Regions from separate parts of the Mus musculus genome. Here all the other regions are linked to region 1. A link is a contact called in public promoter capture Hi-C data. All regions are on one chromosome and are shown on one strand. Each heading gives the region's core, a stretch centred on a gene start, on an enhancer-like site or on the middle of the called end of the contact. The rest is flanking DNA. Distances are from core to core; before and after follow the strand shown.

Region 1 (2,702 bases), core at 131-2,630:
ACCTGGAGGCTCACTACTTAATAATGAAAAATTTCAACCCAAGAAAATGAAACAATTTTAATTATATAATTACCAAATAATAACAGACTTTAGTTTTATAACTACATCATTCTCATGACATTAAATAGTAAAATACAAAGTTAATCATAGACATTTAAGAGGGGCATGGTAGTGGATGTCTATGATTAAAGGCCTCCAGAGGCAGAGGCAGAGGCAGAGGCAGAGGCAGAGGCAGAGGCAGAGGCAGAGGCAGAGGCAGAGGCAGAGGCAGAGGCAGAGGCAGAGGCAGAGGCAGAGGCAGAAGAGGAAGAGAAAGAGGAAGAGGCAGAAAGACTGTAACTATGAGGGTGGCCTCAGCTATGTGCCAAGTTATAGGCAAACCTGGCTTGGATAATGAAATTATTTTTCAAACAGTAATAATAACAAGCAATAATACATATATAAACAGGAATGACATTGACTAATCATGACTATGGTTTTAAATTTATGCATATCTCAACTACTAAAAACTTAGGCAAAACACGATAAAAATATTAGAAAAATTTTAGGAAAAATTAATAACAATGAACAAGATTAACTTTAGCCCATTAGAAATCACCTCCAGCATGGAATGAAGAGGAGAGTATGACAAATATTGACTCTAACATCTGATACAAGAGGGAGCTAAGAGGAAACCTAAACATAAAAATGTCAAGACACTATTTAAATAACTGTATTAACAAACGTGGGACATTTTCTTCTACAGGCTAATGAGAGTTCTCAAGTTTTGTATATTCACAAAACTGGAAAGTATATTCATATTAAAGTGTGGTTTTCATTTAACATTATTTTAGTTATCATTTTTCTTGTTTCTGTCTTGTCTTTTACACAGTCATTCACCACAAACACCTTGCTCCCAAGTCTTCTCTAGTGAAGATAAATGAAGACCATTGATAAGCACTAACTCATGAAAAGTCATAGGAGTAGAGGTGGCACCTTTATTCTGACATGTGCTGTCTTCCTAGTGAAACATTTGAAACCAGCTAGAGCAGGTTCAACGCTGTGATTGCAGCTGGGACCAGCCCTGGTCCCCTCACCCCCCAACACTGATTTTTTTCTCTGTTCCTTTATATTTCATAGATAGATCTGACCACAAATTTAAGAAACAAAGAGAACTCACCTCCTTGGATATTTCTGCTGCGATGTACAGATCCTGAGACCTTCAACAACACAAGAAGTGGCCTGCTTGGCTCGAGTAGGTAGGTAGATCAGGTAGTAAATGAGAAACTGAAGCGTGGGGTGTAAAGGAAGGCACTAGTGATTAGGACACTCTCAGAGTTGTTTTTTGAGCAGCATTGGCTATCTCTCTGTGCTGTCTCCCTTGGGTGAGCAGTGCTGAAACAGCCAGGACTCCTCCCAGTTTTGTTCTTAATTTTCGATTTCCCTGGCTAGGGAAACCTCTTAACTTCCTGAAAACACTGTGGTCACTATGAAAAAAAATCACAGCTTAGTCAGGCTCACATGATTTTCTGACAAATCTCACTAAATAAGAACGTCCTAACCTTTTGACTTTTGTAGCAAATGGATGTACACTGGCCACTAGACACAAAACTCACATGCATGGTGTACCTATACCAAGGTGTTAAAACTAGCTAAGCAGGGTTCTGCTCTACTTAGATAGGAGTCGTGGACAGCTAAGGTGGAGTTTTTATTGTAGTAAAGTACTCAAGACCCAGGAAATAGTCTAATATCCCCAGGGTTTGCAAGTGCCAAACTCTTCAGAAGCCAGAGACTTGTGGCTCTGAGATTTTGGATTGGAGACTTATTATTCTGGGATTTAACCATCAACTGCCAACCTGGCATTTGGAAGTTTTCATAATTAACTTCTGAAAGCAGTGGATCAAAGACAGTTGGAAACAGACAGTGCCTTTGTGATCCTGGCACCTTGAGAGTGGCTGGTGTCACAGCTCATTGACTGAGGTGCCTTAGTCCTTGACCCTCAAGGATTGGCAGCTGTCTGCAATGTTCCTGGTTGTCAGTCAGCAGTATCTCAGTCTTCAGTTCCTCATAGCCCTGGGTAACTTTCTCTCTGACACCCCTGTGTCAGCTCCAGATGTTCTCTGGATTTCTTCAGCTGATTTTTCGTCACAATGACCACTGTCATGACTACCTCTGTTTCCACTCCTCTATTCTCTCTTTTAAAATTTTTATTTAATCTTCTTTTTCTTACACTCCAGGTTTTATCCCCTCCTGATTCAACCGCTGGGTATTCCCAATCCCATAGCCACTCCCTGAGCCCTGTGTCTCCATAGGATTCCCCAGCCCCTACCCCCCATCCCACCAGACTTCCCCATTCCCTGGGGCCTTCAGTCTCTTGAGCATTGTATGCATCTTCTCTGGCTAAACCAACCCAAAAAATATAAAATACCTTGGTGTGCAAATATCTGATATGCAGATAGTTTTAGGCAATCCCCCAAGGAGTTGGAACCTGTAGGTTCAGAACAGATAAGTAGAAGAGGGTATCTCCACAGTTCTCTGTTAAATAGGACTTAAGATTCAGCTCAACCAAGATGAGAAAAGACAAAGCTAGAGTGAATTTGGCTGTTGTGGTAGATGGGAGTAAGTTCTATATGGAAGAACTGAATTGGGAAGGTAGCAGGTGCTCTAAGATTCCAATGATGAGACAAGAATGGATGAGGAAAGGAAGGCAGAGGTAGCTAATG
Region 2 (2,702 bases), core at 79-2,578, 200 kb after region 1:
GAATATATCTTCACACAAGTACACGTATCCATGCACATACATATACATCACATACATTCAATATCTGTGAGAGCACACAAATCTGTAAATTTTTTAAAAAGATAAAAAGGAGAACCCACAGGTTTACAGTTAATATGACAGTGTAGTCATTACTAAGTTAGTAGGGTAAAAAGATCTGGAAAAATTTGGAAAGTTTGAGCAGGATAACTGAGAAACTTAGCAAGATAGGTCTAATCCAGGTACAAATCTCAAATTGACATTTAAATTACAAAGTTTGAGTACACACGGAGTCCTATGCCAGAGGATACAGAAAGCCTTTAAAATATCCTAAAAGTAGACAAAATAGACAACAGAAATGATTGTATTTAACTGACCTTCATAGTCCCTATATTTTATGACAACAAAATAAAAACAAAAATAAATAAAATTTAGCCTATCACAAAGAATAACTTTCATGATGACAAAAAGTTTCTCTCAGTGACTAAATACTATTCTTACTCCCTTTTTTGAAGGGGAGAGAAAGAAAGAGTTACATATGCATATTGAAACAGGAAGTATTTGAATAACTGTATTTGTGATTCTTAGGAAAGTTTTACTGCACATGTCCACTAGTTCTCATGCTGTCTAATATTAAAATAAGACCAGATGATGAAGCTCATTGTTCAAATGCATGTTTTCACTGAATATTATATCACAGTAAATTTTTATATCACTAACCTGTCTTTTACTCAGTCCAGCCACCAGATTCCCGTGCACCGCCCAGCCCAGGCTACTGAAGCCTTCTTGTTTTCCATTTATTGACTTTATACTTAGGAAGCTAATTTTATAACCTGCACTAATCAAAGCTCATGTTTTCTTACCACAAGCTCGAGGGATGGAGAAAGAAAGATGCTGTCATCTTCCTGAATGTGGTATCAGAACCTGTTGCAGCAGGTTCACTGCCCTGCTGGCAGCTGAACAATCTGTGCTCTCCCCACCAGCCACTGGGAAGAACCACACTGATCCCCTATGTTCTTGTGGGTTTCATGGAGCTATCTCTTCTATATATAAAAGGGGAGAGACTTACCTCAGTGAAATTTCTCAGCAATGTTCAGATGATAAATCTTCAGCAAGTCAGGAAATGGGGTTTCTCTGTTTTGAGTAGAAAGAGAAATGACTCAAAAAAGTACACCAGAATGCATTGCAATCTCATTAAATGCTGAGAAAATGTAGTATTTACAAAATAACAGGGAGGGGGGCAAGAGAACTGGTTAAAGTAAGTTCCTAGCTTGAGCAGGGCTGGATGTCTTACAGTGTGCTGTCTTCCTGGGGAGACTTAAGATGAAATTGGGCTCCTCCCAGCACTGTTCATAGCTTTCGATTTCCCCAGCTCTTAAAATAGAGCACTTTATTTCCTGTTATTAATGTAATTTCTAGAAAGAAGCATACACACACACACACACAGGAGAGAGAGAAATTGCAACACTGCATGTTTTATGTCTAGTAGACTTACAAGTGGGTCACTAGGAATCACTCTCATCTGAAAGAAGATGAATCACAAGGAGATACAAGCGAGTCACTCAGCCACCTCACCCTTCTTTGTTTGTTCAATATGAAAGTGGTCAGAGGGGAGCTCCTCAGAGTCTGTTGTTCCTTGGAATTGATGAAGCCTGCTACCTTAGCTGTAATACTTTTGTTTCATGCCTGCCAGCTTGTTTGACACAAAAGCAGCTTGACTGTAGGCACAGCCAGTAATGGGGAATGCCAGGGCCAGGAAGCCAGTGTGGGTTGGTTGATGAGCAGATGGAGGGAGGAGGGGATAGGGAGTCTTCAGTGGGGAAACCAGGAAAGGGGATAACATCCTAAATGTAAATAAAGAAAACATCTAATAAAAAGAAAAAGAAAAAAGAAGATAAAAACATTTTAAAATTAAAAGAAAAAGTTTGACTGAAAGAAAGGTCAAGTTGACCATATTCTGAGGCTTAAATAGTCGTCATCATCATCAGAAATTACCAATCCATAGCCTTCACTCAGAGCAAAGAAAGATAGAGGACAGCTTGAAAAAAAAAAGACTTGGAAAAAGGTTGACCACCCTACAGCCCTCCCCTCACCCGCTTATGAGCTCATTATGATTTTCTGCCTATATAAACTGACCCTGGAAAATAGCTCTTGTATCTGAGCTGAGCCCCTGTTCAATCAGTCTTAGGGTGTGTGTTCAATAAACCAGCCCTGTTTAACTGAGATCCGTTTCTGGGTGCTTTGTGCTGTGATCTGCAGACCACAACAGTACTTGCTTGAACATTTCCTGAATAGGGAAATATCTGTGATGGATCACTTTTGGTTTAAGCACTTTCCAAAGCATCCATTCATTCATTAGTGGTTCCTAGGCCATATTTTCCCAGAGCATAGTGTTATGAGAAACATACAACTGCAACCTCAGCTTAAAAAAAAAAAAGTAATTGGGCAGTAACTGCCCTCTGTACTATAGCTTCACTGTCCTCTATAAGTGATTAAGAAAATGACCCCTGAGAGATTTTTAATGGGAAAAGACAGCAGATTGTGGGCTATGTAGTGCCAGCAGATGAAGCCTTGGAAACTCAAGGAAAAAAGCTGAACATCTGGTAGCTTCAGAGCTTAAAGCAGTGTTTGACTGACTGTTTCTTCCTTTGTAGGATAGTGGATGGTGTCTGTACTACTGTTATAGTGAGACATGGGGGAAAAGG
Region 3 (2,702 bases), core at 115-2,614, 170 kb after region 1:
GAGCAATTTAAAGACACCAAAATTCTCTGCTAATATAGGTAAGGACCATCCAAGAAACATCATAAAGCCTGGAGGCTCACTACTTAACAATGAAAGATTTCAACCCAAGAAAAGTGAAACAATTTTAATTATATAATTACCAAATAATAACAAATTTTAGTTTTACAACATTACTCCCAGGACATTAAATAGTACTATGTAGTAAAATACAAAATTAATTGTAGACATTTAAGAGGGTCATGGCAGTGGGTGTCTATGATTCAAGGCGCCAGAGTCTGAGGGAAAGACAGAAGCTGAGGCAGAGGCCAGAGGACTGTAAGTTTGAGGCTGGCCTCAGCTATGTGCCAAGTTATCGGAAACCAGGCTTGGATAATGAAATTATTCTTTAAACAGAACCATTAACAAGCAATAATATATATTTAAACAGGTATGATATTGTCTATGACTATGGTTTAAATTTTATGCATATCTCAACTACTAAAATTTAGGCAAAACAGGATAAAAAATTAGAAAAATTACAGAAGAAATTAGTAACAGTGAACAAGTTTAACTTTCCTCATGAGTATTCACCTCCAGCATGGCATGAAGAGGAGAGTATGACAAATATTGTCTCTAACATCTGATACAGAAGGGAGCTAAGAGGAGAGCTAAACATAAAAATGTCCACAATCTATTTAAATAACTGTATTAACAAAAGTGGGACATTTTTCTCTACAGGCTAATGTGAGTTATCAAGTTGTATATGAATCTCAGTTTTGTATATTCACAAAACTGGAAAGTGTGGTTTTCATTTAACATGATTTTAGTTATCAATATTTTTTGTTTCTGTCTTGTCTTTTACACAGTCCTTCACCACAAACACCTTACTCCCATGTCTTCTCTAGTGAAGATAAATGAAGAACAGTGATAAACACTAACTCATGAAAACTCATAGGAATAGAGGAGGCATCTTTATTCTGTCATCGGCTGTCTTCCTAGTGAAGCATCGGAAACCAGCTACAGCAGGTTTAATGCTGTGAGTGAAGCTGGCACCAGCCTTGGTCCTCCACCATTCAACACTGATTTTTTTCTATGGTCCTTTATATTTCACAGATAGATCTGATCACATGTTTAAGAAACAAACAGAACTCACCTTCCTGGATATTTCTGCAGTGATGTACAGATCCTGAGACCTTCACCGGGTCAAGAAGTGGCCTGCTTGGCTTGAGTAGGTAGGCAGATAAGTCAGTAAATGAGAAACTGAACAGTTGGGTGTAAAGGAAGAGGGTAGTGATTACAAAACTCTCAGAGTTGTTTCATTTCTTGAGCAGCACTGGCTGTCTCTCCCTGTGCTGTCTCCCTCGGGTGAGGAGTGCTGAAATAGCCAGGCCTACTCCCAGTTTCGTTCATAGCTTTCAATTTCCCTGGCTTTGGAAACATCTTAACTTCCTGTAAATACTGTGGTCACTATGAAAAAAAAATCACAGCTTAGTCAGGCTCACATTCTTTTCTGATGAATCTCACTAAATAAGAAAGTCCTAACCTTACAACTTTTGTAGCAAACGGATGTACACTAGCCACTAGACACAAAATTCACATACATGGTACAACCAGATCAAGGTGTTAAAACTAGCTGACCAGGGTTCTGCTCTACTTAGATAGGAGTCCTGGACAGCTAAGGTGGAGTTTTTATTGTAGTAAAGTACTCAAGGCCCAGGGAAGAGTCTAATACACTCAGGGTTTACAAGTATCAAGCCCTTTGGAAGCCAGAGAATTGTGGTTTTGAGGTCTTGCACAGACAGGCTGGTCTCCAGTTGAGCTGAGGTCTGAACTCCAAAGGGTGATAATTCAGCTACATGACACAGTAGGCATTCCCTTATGCTGCTGGAACTCTGGCTCCTGCCTAAGTTACCTCCCCCCACAGACCCCACAAGAGAAGCATGGGTAGAAGTCATGTAGGCAATGGCCCAAGCTTCTGACCTTCAGGCTAAACTCCTCCCCAGTTACCTAGCAACAGTAAAGACCATAAAAAGGGCTGTTCAGCTTCTGTTTGCTATCTTACTTGTCTCTTCTCTTACTCCTTTGTTCTCTTAACTCTCACTCTTCTCTCCTCTTTCCTTTCTCTTTGTCTTCTCCTCTCTTCTCTCTCTCTTACTCTTTCTCTCTAGCCTTCTCTCTCTCTCTCCCTCTCCCTCCCTCCCTTTTCTCTCTCTCCCTCCTCTCTCTCTCTTTTTCTAGCTTCTCTCTTATACCCCTGCATTTCTATAATAAAGCTCTAAAACCATAGAGTCTCTGCTCATCAAAATCTGCTACCCTCACTCTCGCAAGTTTTGGGAACCTCTCTTCTGCCATCCTTCTCTCCTATAACCATGGTGGCTTTAGCAAAGTAGCTCAAGGGATCCCAGGTAGGGCTGACCCTTGGCCACCCCCTGAAGAGTGGGTCAGAGGCTTGAATGCCCACCCAGGGCTGAGTGGAAAGTGTATGGCAGCTCTCCCACACCTGACAGACCAGAGAATAGGTAAAATTCTGGTGGGGTGTGGGTTTTCTCTTCCCCTGGGCCCCCTTTTTAGTTCCCAACAGCTTGTGGTTCTGGGATTTAACCACCAACTGCCAACAAGGTACTTGGAAGTTTTCATAATGAACTTCTGAAAGCAGCAGATGAAAGACAGTTTCAAACAGACAGTGCCTTTGTGACCCTGGGACCTCGAGAGTGGCTGGTGTC

The links. Capture Hi-C pulls out chosen DNA fragments and counts their contacts.
Region 2: a contact with region 1 is called in a promoter capture Hi-C map of adipose tissue. The contact joins the promoter of Ifi203 here to the promoter of Ifi207 in region 1. A contact is called at or near these places in 5 of 39 promoter capture datasets (the 3T3-L1 cell line, 3T3-L1-derived adipocytes, the C10 cell line and 1 more), 1 of 15 datasets of contacts at CTCF or cohesin (the NIH/3T3 cell line), 2 of 484 Hi-C or Micro-C datasets (both in the G1E-ER4 cell line) and 2 of 9 other capture datasets (adipose tissue and liver).
Region 3: a promoter capture Hi-C map of adipose tissue shows a contact between it and region 1. The contact joins the promoter of Ifi211 here to the promoter of Ifi207 in region 1. A contact is called at or near these places in 5 of 39 promoter capture datasets (the 3T3-L1 cell line, the C10 cell line, embryonic stem cells and 1 more), 1 of 15 datasets of contacts at CTCF or cohesin (the NIH/3T3 cell line), 5 of 484 Hi-C or Micro-C datasets (the C2C12 cell line, the G1E-ER4 cell line, bone marrow-derived macrophages and 1 more), 2 of 115 datasets of contacts at active chromatin or transcription factors (the NIH/3T3 cell line and heart atrium) and 2 of 9 other capture datasets (adipose tissue and liver).

The regions. Positions count from the first base shown.
Region 1 is chr1:173,740,429-173,743,130 of GRCm38.p6, forward strand. It overlaps Ifi207 (interferon activated gene 207), which reads right to left and starts at 1,381. Exons shown (of 8, transcript NM_001204910.1): 1 at 1,160-1,381.
Region 2 is chr1:173,941,164-173,943,865 of GRCm38.p6, forward strand. It overlaps Ifi203 (interferon activated gene 203), which reads right to left and starts at 1,329. Exons shown (of 10, transcript NM_001302649.1): 1 at 1,292-1,329; 2 at 1,067-1,131.
Region 3 is chr1:173,911,682-173,914,383 of GRCm38.p6, forward strand. Ifi211 (interferon activated gene 211) reads right to left here and starts at 1,365. Exons shown (of 7, transcript NM_001033450.4): 1 at 1,133-1,365.